Linked DNA regions of Rattus norvegicus: region 1 is linked to region 2. The links are chromatin contacts, called in public Hi-C maps. All regions are on one chromosome and are shown on one strand. The core of a region is the stretch at or near the end of the contact, and the rest is flanking DNA. Distances in the headings are between cores, read along the strand shown. Region 1 overlaps Arap1 (ArfGAP with RhoGAP domain, ankyrin repeat and PH domain 1). Region 2 holds the start of Atg16l2 (autophagy related 16-like 2).

What was found. A called contact is a pair of places that touch in the nucleus more often than the background predicts.
Region 1: a Hi-C map of the A7r5 cell line shows a contact between it and region 2, with 2.4 times the contacts expected there. The contact joins the enhancer-like site here to the promoter of Atg16l2 in region 2. A contact is called at or near these places in 10 of 12 Hi-C or Micro-C datasets (the A7r5 cell line, the Rat2 cell line, Schwann cells and 5 more).

The regions. Positions count from the first base shown.
Region 1 is chr1:165,186,140-165,191,408 of GRCr8, forward strand. Arap1 (ArfGAP with RhoGAP domain, ankyrin repeat and PH domain 1) reads left to right here. Exons shown (of 35, transcript NM_001427363.1): 3 at 126-674. The coding sequence starts at 163. Among named protein-coding and RNA genes, the nearest start is that of Arap1, 28 kb to the left of the region's middle. Within about 2 kb of position 2,607, at least 7 of the 93 cell types and tissues checked have an H3K27ac peak or open chromatin away from gene starts, as enhancers often do. A contact at or near this core is called in the A7r5 cell line and liver, where this site is marked.
Region 2 is chr1:165,112,826-165,118,414 of GRCr8, forward strand. Atg16l2 (autophagy related 16-like 2) reads right to left here and starts at 2,404. Exons shown (of 18, transcript NM_001191560.1): 1 at 2,278-2,404; 2 at 482-581. The coding sequence starts at 2,404.

The sequences.
Region 1 (5,269 bases), core at 1,357-3,856, 74 kb after region 2:
TGGAATTCTGCATTTGAGATCATGACATTCAAGATTCCGACTGGCATAGTGTGGAAGCTCGCAGAGGGACACTGCTGGCCATGATCCCGGTTGCTGTACCTCTTACCTGCAACCTTCTGTTTCAGATCTGAGCCTAGCCCTGGACCTCTGCAGCCAGAAGCCATGGCGGAGGGCCATGATGCCGCACTGTCAGTAGCGGAGTGGCTGCGGGCACTGCACCTGGAGCAGTACACAGCACTCTTTGAGCAGCATGGACTGGTGTGGGCCACTGAGTGCCAAGGCCTCAGCGATGCCAGCCTGGTGGACATGGGCATGAACCTCCCTGGCCACCGCCGCCGTATCCTGGCTGGTCTGCACCGTGCCCATGCACCCCCGCCGGTCCCTGTGCCTCGCCCTGCCCCACGACCTGTGCCGATGAAGCGACACATCTTCCGGTCACCACCTGTGCCTGTCACTCCACCTGAGCCGCCACCCACAGCTGGAGAGGACCAGGGTCTGCCTGCTGCTCCACCCATTCCACCCCGCAGGAGCTGCCTCCCACCTGCCTGCTTCACTCCACCATCCACAGCACCCCCAGATCCTGTTCTGCCCCCACTGCCTGCCAAGAGGCACTCAGTAGAACCGAGCCTTCCTCCTGTACCTCCTCGAACCGGGCCCCCCTATCCGCAGACCAGGTGAGTGACGTCACAGCTCGTGGGTGGGAGGTCCTAGAGTGTGGAAGAGCCAGGGTTGAAAGTTTAGAGAGAAGAGAGCAGGGCCAGGCTGGGGCAGAGTGGGGTGAGGGATGGACCTAAGAATAGCCAGGACTTAAGGATACCTGGATCCGTGCAGGGGAGCCACAGTGGCCCCCAGGTGTCTAAACCAGCAAGTGGGAGGTGGCGCCATCACTGAGGGCGGCCCAGGAAGGGAGAAAGTTTGGGAGATATGTGAGTTTGTTGGGGCACCTGACCCGTGAGACCAGGGTGCACCCTGGCACTAGAAGATGAGGTGTGGAGAAAGATGGAGCTCTGGGATGGAGGCTCAGGTATGGGGTTGGGGAGTACTTCTGTCAATCATACTACTCCCTACCCCCAATGCTGCACTTGACAAATCCCAGGACCTGTCTGATCTGCAGCCTGCTTACTCTCTGTTCTCTTCATAATCCCTTCTCCTCTCCCTAGCTAGTCTCCTCCATGCTTCCCCGAGCTTTCCCTCTTTCTACAGGCTCTCCACTTCTTCCTCCCTTTCAGCTGTTTGCTCTGGTGCCAGCCAGAGAGGCATCTAAAGACAGGCTGTCATATATTTGGGGGAATGAAGTTCCGCTGGATTTTTAAAGGGATGTGCTGTCACAGGTCTCTTGTCCTTGTCACTGCTGGATGGTGTTGGGGATTCTGCTGATCTCTGCAGCCTTCTGTGGGAGGTGGGGGTTGTGTTCTGATTTCAAGCTGGGATCCTGGAGCTTGGGGCATGGAGGGAAGGGCTAACTGGGTCCATGCAGGTACGTGGTAGCGATGGGAAGTGGGGGCAGGGAACACACTTGCGGGGAAAGTCTGTGAGGTTTTCTCCATGGGAGAGTAGCATTGAGTCAGGGGACCTTCTAGGCCAAACCGGGTCTAAAGTTATGAGATGTACTTGATGGGGAAAAAAAGCACAAGATGTTTTTCCTGCATCCTCAGGACCCTGTTACCACAGTATAGATTCATTGTTCTTGGTGCTATTGCACCCTCTAATGGCCATTCTCCTGCATGCAGGGGAGAGTGCAAGCATGAGACAGAGACAGAGAGACAGAGACAGAGAGAGACACAGAGAGACAGAGAGAGAAAGACAGAGACAGAGACAGAGAGAGAGACAGAGAGAGACACACAGAGAGAGACAGAGAGACAGAGAAAGACGGAGACAGAGACAGAGACACAGAGAGAGAGACAGACAGAGAAAGAGACAGAGAGAGACATACACAGAGACAGAGACAAAGAGACAGAGAGACACACACAGAGACAGAGACAGAGAGAGACAGAGACAAAGAGAGAGACAGAGACAGAGAGAGACAGAGAGACAGAGACAGAGAGAGACACACACAGAGAGAGACACAGAGAGAGACAGAGAAAGAGACAGAGAGAGACACAGAGACAGAGACAGACAGAGACAAAGAGAGAGACGAGAGAGAGAGAGAGAGAGAGAGAGAGAGAGAGAGAGAGAGAGAATGAGGGTGAGCCAAAGCAGACTCAAAGTTGCTGGAATACCCTGGATATACCACCCCACATCCGTTCTCTCCTTCCTTCTCCCAACCCAGAGTGTAGGTTTTAATTTTTTTACCTTAATTTTAATGATGGTTTTTTTAAACGTTTTAACCTCCCTTCAAGCCCACCATATACCAGAGGTAGTGGAAAAGAAAGGTTATTAGTATATAGGAGCAGTGGACCTGTTTAGAAATTGTTTTCTGGAGCAAATCTCATCTGCGTGCGTTGTTAGGAATCAGCAGTCCAGTTTACAGAAATCACCGGCGGCAGCTCCATCTACCCGTGAACATTTTACAAATATATTAGCAGTCCAGTTTGGTAGAGCCAGGATAGTAAACATGAATGGGCAGCGGTGGCTTGACCCAGCAGGGACAGCCAGGCCTCAGCCGAATCGGCATGAGTCAGCAGGAGGGACACGGGAAATTCTTGGCTGTGCCTCTCAGTGAAGCAGAGAACAAGAAGCACTGTAAAAAGCAAGTCAAGCCCCTGTCACTGTCCATTGAGCCCTATGTATAATTCCTATTTATGACTCCAAACGTCACGTGTCTTCCACGGGTCTTACCTCACCGTGTGTCTTCACATGAGTCTATCTTCAAAAACTCTACACCAGTCTGTATCTGCTGACATCACCCGGTCAATTGTCCCAAGTCTGTGGAAGCGGCAAGAAGCCACAGGATCCTCTGAGAAGATTTTTGGTGTCTTTCTTGGTGACAAATAGAGCTCAACAATGCTATGTAAGGTGGACGAGAATACGTGTCTGTGGTTAGCAAAGAATCCGTCATCACGCACCCTTTCACGTGCTTGCTTTAGCAGAACGTCCTTTCACCCGTGTCCGCTCCAGTGAAAGATTCCTTTACCTGTCTGTTTTAGCAAAATGTCTTTTTACCTGTGTCTGCTTCAGGAAAACACTCTTTTACATGTTTGCCCCAGCAAAGCACCATCTGACACAACTGACTTTCCAAAGAAACCCTTAAGTTTCCACTTCACCAGGCTGACCCTCTGGAGATGTTTTGGGAAGGGAGAGGCCTTCAGAAGAGGACAAGGGGAAGAATTCACCTGGGATAAGATTTTAGGGTATAGACCAAGGTGTAAGTAAATCAGGAAAAAAACAAGGATGGGGTTTCTGCCCTCTGCCCTCTGCCCTCTGCCCTCTGCCCTTGATGCCCTGTCTGACCTATCTGGGCCCTCTGTGGGTCTCCTGACACTTGTACCTGTTCAGGAAACCTTCAGGGTAAATAAAAATCATGCCCACAGCCCTGGGCCCCAGGATACAAGGCCCACTCTCAGAGCTACAGTCCGGACACAGGTACTTGGCTAGTGTATGGGGGGAGTCAAGGCCTCTAAATAAGACATCTGGCCCCTCAGTAGGAATGGGGTTGGGGCAAATTATAAAATGGTGTAATACTTGCAAGAAATCTGTATGCATTCTTCATGCTTTTTTGCCTTGTTTGTTTGTTTGTTTGTTTGTTTTTCTGTGCTTTAGGGTCGATCAAACTCAGGGCTGTGCATATGCTAGGCAAGCTCTTTCCCACTGGTCTGTGTTTCCAGCCCCATCTCTTGTACTACAAATCTTCTGGGCATTACTTACAGTGCCACATACACTGCGAATTGTCTGTAGATAACTACCATACCGGATTTGTCAGGGAATAGGGACAAGGAAAAGAAGCCTCATGTATTCAGGATAGATGTGGGTTTGCTGCACACTTTTGGATCTGCAGTTTGTTGACTCCTGGATGTGGAGCCACAGGTTGCAAAGAGACATCTTGATTTGCACAGTTTGGGGCCATTCCTTAGGGCAAAGTGGTGCCAGGCCTGGCGTCCTTTGTCCTGGGGATGAGGCCTCGATAGTCGTAGGCATCTGCGGTCCTCAGCTCATGGATAGACAAAGGCTTTAGGTTTTTTAAAAAATATGTATATGAGTACACTGTCGTTGTCTTCAGACATACCAGAAGAGGGCATCGTATGGTTGTGAACCATCTGGGAATTTGACTAGGAATTGAACTCAGGACCTCTGGAAAAGCACTCAGTGCTCTCTGAGCCATCTCTCCAGCCACTGGTTTTGTTTTGTTTTGTTTTTAATTTTTACTTTATGTGTATGGGTGTTTTGCCTGTCTGCATGTCTGTACACATGTGTAGGTACACATATGCACATTTGGCCAGCTGTCAGGGTGGTGCATATTTGTGTTGGTTCTACAGGTGGCCATGCTTGGTCCTAATAGGTACAGGGATCTGTACGGGTGACAGGTCAGTATATCCGGGTCCCCCGGGCTGAGTAGGCATATGCACAAGCCTGAGCGTATTGCTGCTGTGGGGCTGGCAGTGCCAGTTCGCATTGTTAATAGTGTGCAGATGCTGTTTGGGTAAGCAGATTGGCACGTTTAGTGTTTGTGTACTGTCAAGTGTGAGTCACTGTGCACATATGTGTGTGCATATGCTGCCAGGCACCATTAGAATGTCAGCTCTCCTAGGGCTGTGGGATCTTCGTCAGTGTTTCCTTTACTATTGAACGCCTGGCAAGCAGTACCTAATAGGCCCCTTTGACATGTCATGGAGAGGAAAGGCCAGTGATGCCAGGGGATTTCACACTGTGGGTGCTGAGCTTGGACGTCTTCAGATGATGTGAGCAGGCCTAGGTTCAGACTGGCCATAGAGCTCAGGGACCCTGAGCGCATCACTCCAAAGCCTTCTCCTTAATTCCTGTCATCCCATCTGTGGGGATGGTGACAAGCAAGAGGCTGATAGTCTTCTAGGCTACAGAAAAGCTGTAAGCAAACCAGAAAACAAGGAAAGATGGGGCTCCCTCCTTCCTGCCTGGTCAAACTGAGGGCTTTTAGAGGCAGGCTCACACACATCCTGAAGACCCCACTTTACCTCTGCATCTGTAACATTGACTATTTCAGCCCATGCCTATGAATTGGCTGCAGGGAAACTTGCCCAAAGCCACTCCACCCCAGAGAGGAAACCAGCATTCAGATCCTGCCTCCTGGCCCTGTCCACTCAGCTTCAGATGTCAGAGACAAAACCCTCAGGACTTGCTTCTCTGGATCACAGAG
Region 2 (5,589 bases), core at 1,154-3,653:
TAGATATAGGCAGGAAAATCTGGAATTCAAAGTCATTTCCAGCCAACCTAAGCTATGTCCTCTTATCAGTTCTGTCTCCAACCTATTCCCTGCTCTTTGGAATACGTTCCAAGCCTCTTTTTTTTTTTTCTTTTTCCTTTTCTTCGGAGCTGGGGACCGAACCCAGGGCCTTGCGCTTGCTAGGCAAGCGCTCTACCACTGAGCTAAATCCCCAACCCCTGTAAGCCTCTTTTTTAAGGTATCGGGTAAGGAAGGGGAAGAGGGACAAGACTCAGAAGAGGGAAACAGGAGAACAGGACTGGGCAGGAGACAAATGCACAGAGAAGAGTTGGAGCAAAGATATTAAGCAGCTTGGGGGAAGACTTGAGACTTTCTCCTGCCCCCTCTCACATCCCCCATGGCTACAGACTGATGAGATGCCAAGGCTGAGCACAGCAAAGAGCCAGGAAAAAGCAGCTCCGATGACTTCCAGACAACTCACCTCGAGTCCTGATGTGGGGTGGAGATGACATCCTTTGGTTCTGACTTCAGCTTTTCTGAGAACTTGGCTAGCAGTTCAGCCTTCTCTAAGAGATGGTTATCTGGGGATGCAAAAGGGTGAGCCTGTGGCAAAGGCAGGCACTTGCCAGCAAACTCCTGACATATAAGTTACCTCAAGTTGGGATGGCTGCAGGAGCCCAGGGGTCCTGGGTATAGGGAAGCCCCTGGAAGCTGGGCTCTGCCCCTTCCTGGGGGATATCTGTGTCTGGCAAAGCCTCTTCACAGCCCATAAGCCCACCCAGGAGATAAGAACAGAAAGACCACCAATGCTGGGGACAAACATAGCTAGGTATCACTTGAAGAGAGACAGAAGGAAAGCAAGGGGCTGGGATTAATTCACCTCTGCCAGAGACAAAGTCTGGATACTGAGCGTGTTGAAACAAACAAAACCACCTGTGTAAGGCATCCAGCAAGTCACTTCCCCTTTGAGGCCTCAAGGTTTACAATGAAGTAATTCTCACTTCCACCCAAGAGCTTCTCCCAGGTCAATATTGAAAGTCCTTGAGCAGTTATCTAATGAATCGTCTTAAGTTAGGTGGTTAGACCTCGGACTCCCTCATCCACATCCCTTCCTGGTTTTTTGTTTGTTTGTTTGTTTGTTTGTTTGTTTGTTTTCTTAAACCAGTTCCAGGCAGACTGGGGCTGCAAAACTCCGGCCAGATCCTCATCTCCCTTACTTCACTATTACCAGGACTGAGGTCCCTGGGCCCCGACTAATCCTCAAAACTCCACCATAGACCCCAAGGCATTGCAAGCACCCCCAGCCTCGGCAAACAAGGTGCCTCATTTGCAAGTAAGAAATCTGAGGTTAAAGGACTTGAACTACCCAAAACCACAGACCTGGGTCTCTCTAGGTCCCCAGTGTTGCTGCTCCCATACGGTTCTCCGGGATGGTCCCTCCCTCAAACCGACAGTCCCACTGACCACCAGAGCAGTTGGAGAGGTGAGGCTGTCTGGAGGTAGAGGTATACAACCCCGAGAGGGCCAGCCCTTACAAAGTTCCAAGGAAAACAAGTCTAATTGCGTGGGTGCATCAAAACTAGCACCAGGTGAGGAAGCAGTAGGGAGCATGGTTAGACTTTCAACCTCAAACACAAAGTGACAGTTGACCAAAAGGCAGTAGATACAGATGCACTTCAGTGTTCCTCGGCTTGCAGCGCCACACCCCCTCCTGGCCAAACTGCCCAGAAATAACCACATGAGAGTTTAACTTCCGCTGGTGCGACAAGCAACCTAAAGAAACCTGGGGCCCCTTCGATATGATCCGCTAGACACTGAGGTGCTCCACGAACGTACAACAGGATAACCTATCCTGAGCAGAACGTACCAGAGTCTTTCGCTCCTTCCTTTCAGCTACCATGGCTGCTCTGGACACGCCTGCTTTCCTTAACTGGACTCTGGGACCAAACGGACTGACCAGGCCCTGCCCTAGGGACTGCCTGAAAGGGGCATTCGACAAAACCAGCACCGAGACAGAGCTTGTTTGTGTCTAGGATACTCAAGGGAGGCAGAGCTGAGTCTTGAAGGCTAAGCGGCACCTGGGCTGGAAACTGCAGGCAGCGACTCGACCTGTCCGGGAGAGGGGCGTAACAGGTTCCTGGATGCAAGGCCCTCGGGAACTGAGCCGGCGCCGCTGTCCTGAGTCACAAGTCGAGCCGCGGGACAAGCCCTCTCTCCAAGCAGGGAGCCCCACCTCCTCAAAGCCAGTCATCCCTGAGCCCCCGAGGACGCACTCACAAGCCGGCACTAGCTCCAAGAAGAGCGCCTTTTGCGTGCGGTCCCGATGCCGCAGCTGTCGCAGGATGTGGCGCTTCCAGGCGGCAACGGGCGCGCAGGGATCGCAGGGGGCGCTGGGTCCCGCCATGGCCGCTGAGTCCCTAGCGGCCGCGCACCGCTCCAGCCCGATCATGCGGGGCGGGGCCTCCCGGGGACTCCATGACGTCAGGGCGGCAGCGGCGGGGAATCCCCGGTCTGTACCAAGAGCGTTTGTCGGGGAGATCTGGACATCTCAAAGCAGATGCTGCTGCGGCCGACCAAAACCTTCAGCCCCAAGGAAGCGAGTTTCGGTCCCCGGGCTAAGCAGCAGAGATCGCAGCCTCCCTGACGCCTGTGAGCGCGTCCAGGGCGGGGCCTCGGAGTCGTCTTCCTTAACCTCACTGAGCCTGGACCAGCGTCAGAAGCTGAGGATGCTGGACGCACTTGAGTTCCCCGCAGGGAAGACCCTGCCACCATCCCTGAGCTGCACAGGGACAAGCACCAGGCACAAGCAGTCTAACAGAAAAGACTGTCTGGAGGAGCCCCACGATCACCCACATGGTGACTGTTGAGTGGGAGTATATGAGAGATCAACTAAGGTCAAGACCGTTACCCAGAGGGAGAGGAGACAAAAGGACTCTTAAGCCCCGGAAAGAACAAGTGAACAGGTCCGATGATATGAAAATTACCAATGCAGGCGGGTGGTGGGAGTAGCTCAGCAATAAGGTTCTTGCTAAACCTCCGCGAGGGCCTAGATTCAAGGTCCAGCGTTTCAGAGTTGTTTGGACAGGAAGCAGAGTTGTTTGGAGGAGCAAGATTTAGAGGTACGGTTGGTAGCAAAATTTAGGGCTCTAAGAAAGGGCTCCGTTTATCTGGAAAACCCCAGGCTCAGAGGAGAGAAGGGGTTCCTTATCTGCAGCAGGATTGTAGTAGGTTTCTGAGGTAGCCAGCAACCCAGTGTTGGATAGCACAGACATATCTTATGAGTACATTTGACAGGAAATCTGGGCTCACCGGGAATTGTAATGAAGTTGTCTCTACAGATACAGGCTGTGGTAAAGAATGGCAGGAGAGATTCAGTATGACAGCCTCACAACGTGACATACTGAGGAAGGTTCAGCAGGCCCTGTCCTCAGTTAGTGAAGGCAGACCTGGTGATCCTTAGGGGGTGGGGGGCAATATAAGACAGCTCTCCAGGCCTGTCTGGAGGTTACAAGTCTTGAGATACTGATGGGGGTCTGTTCCAGGACTTAGAAAACAGTGATGGCAAGTGACACCCGGGAGAGTGTGTCTGTTCTACTTTGAAGCCACAGTGAAGCTGCCAGCGTGGGGTACAGAGTGAGTTCCAAGCTAGCTCGGGTTACAAGACCCTGTCCCGAAACACTGTGAACTGACCTTAGTCCCCCATGTGTCTGTCTTGAATACTGCCTGCCTTTGCACTGTTCTGTCCCCAGTGTTCCTGCTGGGAGTCTGGCTCTGCTCACACATCATATTCAGGAGCATGCACGTCCTGGGCTCTACACGGGCTTCTGTGACGACAGCCTGCCTACCCCACCCCCGTCCTACATAGTGTGCTGCATCTTTAAGTAGGAAGTCATGTTGGGGCAAGATTTTCTTCTTTTTTTTTTTTTTTTTTTTTTTTTTTGGTTCTTTTTTCCGGAGCTGGGGACCGAACCCAGGGCCTTGCGCTTCCTAGGCAAGCGCTCTACCACTGAGCTAAATCCCCAACGCCGGGGCAAGATTTTCTAATAATTTTAAAAGATTTCTTTTTAATCATGTGTGTGTGTGTGTGCGTGTACACATGCACACTCATCACACAGGCATGCATGGGTGCAGGTGCTTATGAAGTCTAAAGGCACCAGAACCCCTGGAATTAAAGTTACAGATAGTCTTCCAGCTAATGCAGATGCTGGGAATCAGACTCGTCCTCAGCGAGGGCCTCAGACGTTATCCGCTCTTAAATGCTGAGCCATCTTCTCAGCACACTTAATGCCTTTTGGACTCACAAAATGCTACTCAAATTTTTAAAATAATTTTGTCATCTTTGAATGGTAGAGGATCCAAAGAATGTGGTGCCATACTTCCAGCTCTTAAGTTTTATTTTTATTTATTTATTAAAAAAAAAACCTTTCAGCCCACCGCAGTCAGTCAGTACTCCTGCTATGTGGACGGCTGCAGAGTCATCCACTGGGGCATGGGGAAGCCTAGTAGTGGGCTGTACCCTTAAATTTTTATTTCAAAGATGGGCAGTAGTGGCACATGCCTTTAATCCCAGTACTCTACCACTGAGCTCTATTCCTGACTCGCCCACCTTTTTACCTCAGCGATAAAGGCCTCATACTGACCACACCTCCCTAGTTCTGGGATAACATGCCACACAGTCTGGCCTCAAATCTCTCACACAATGGCATCAGTTCCACCTACGAGGCTGGAGCTCACATGATTTACTTTCTAAATGTCAACAGCTCTTAATACTATTGTTGGGTAATGGGCTCTGACATGACTTTAGGGTGATACCCACAGCCGCACCCTAGAATAGTGTGTGCACCCAGGGCTGACCAGTCCTTAAAAGGGAAGACTGTTCAAGATAGCATGAACAGAAACTTCTTGTCTCTTCCCTCCAGGGGGAAAAACTTGAAATTTCAGGATCATTCCATAGTGACTAATGCTATAAAATGGGCGAGGAAGAGGAACTGTAGACACTGGGTCAAGGCTATATAGATATGAGGAATACAGATTTGTTCCAATGAAGTACAGTAGCAGCGGTGTGATAAGATGGAGTGACAAGAGGGTGTTTGACAAGTAAGTCGACCTCTGAAGTTGTTTAAAGGAGTGTTCGAGAGAGATGGGGGTGGGGAGAGCTGGGGCAAAGCACCTGCCTAGCACGCACAAGACTCTGGCTTTGATCTGAAGCAAGAGAAAACCAGGGAGAGTGAAAGCAAAGCTTTGTCCCTACTCATCCCTTCCCCTAGCTACACACAGGCCACACTCCTTGCCGCTCTGCAGAGCTTTTTAAATGAGCCCTGAAGAAGGCCTCTAGGCTTCGTGAAGGCAGATGTCTGTGCGACTCCCAAAGCCCCTGAAGGGTAGGGTGTTGAGGCGGGGAATAGAGCTCAGAGGTAGAATGTGAGCCTGACTTGCCCAAAGCCCTGAGACAGATTCCCAGAAACACACACAGAGCATGTGGGGACTGGATAAGGTGGAGACACTGAATGGACTTCAAGGTAGACTCCATGGGAGATCAAAGTGGAAGAGAGACATGAGACCTTCACTTTGAAACTCAACTCTCGGGCT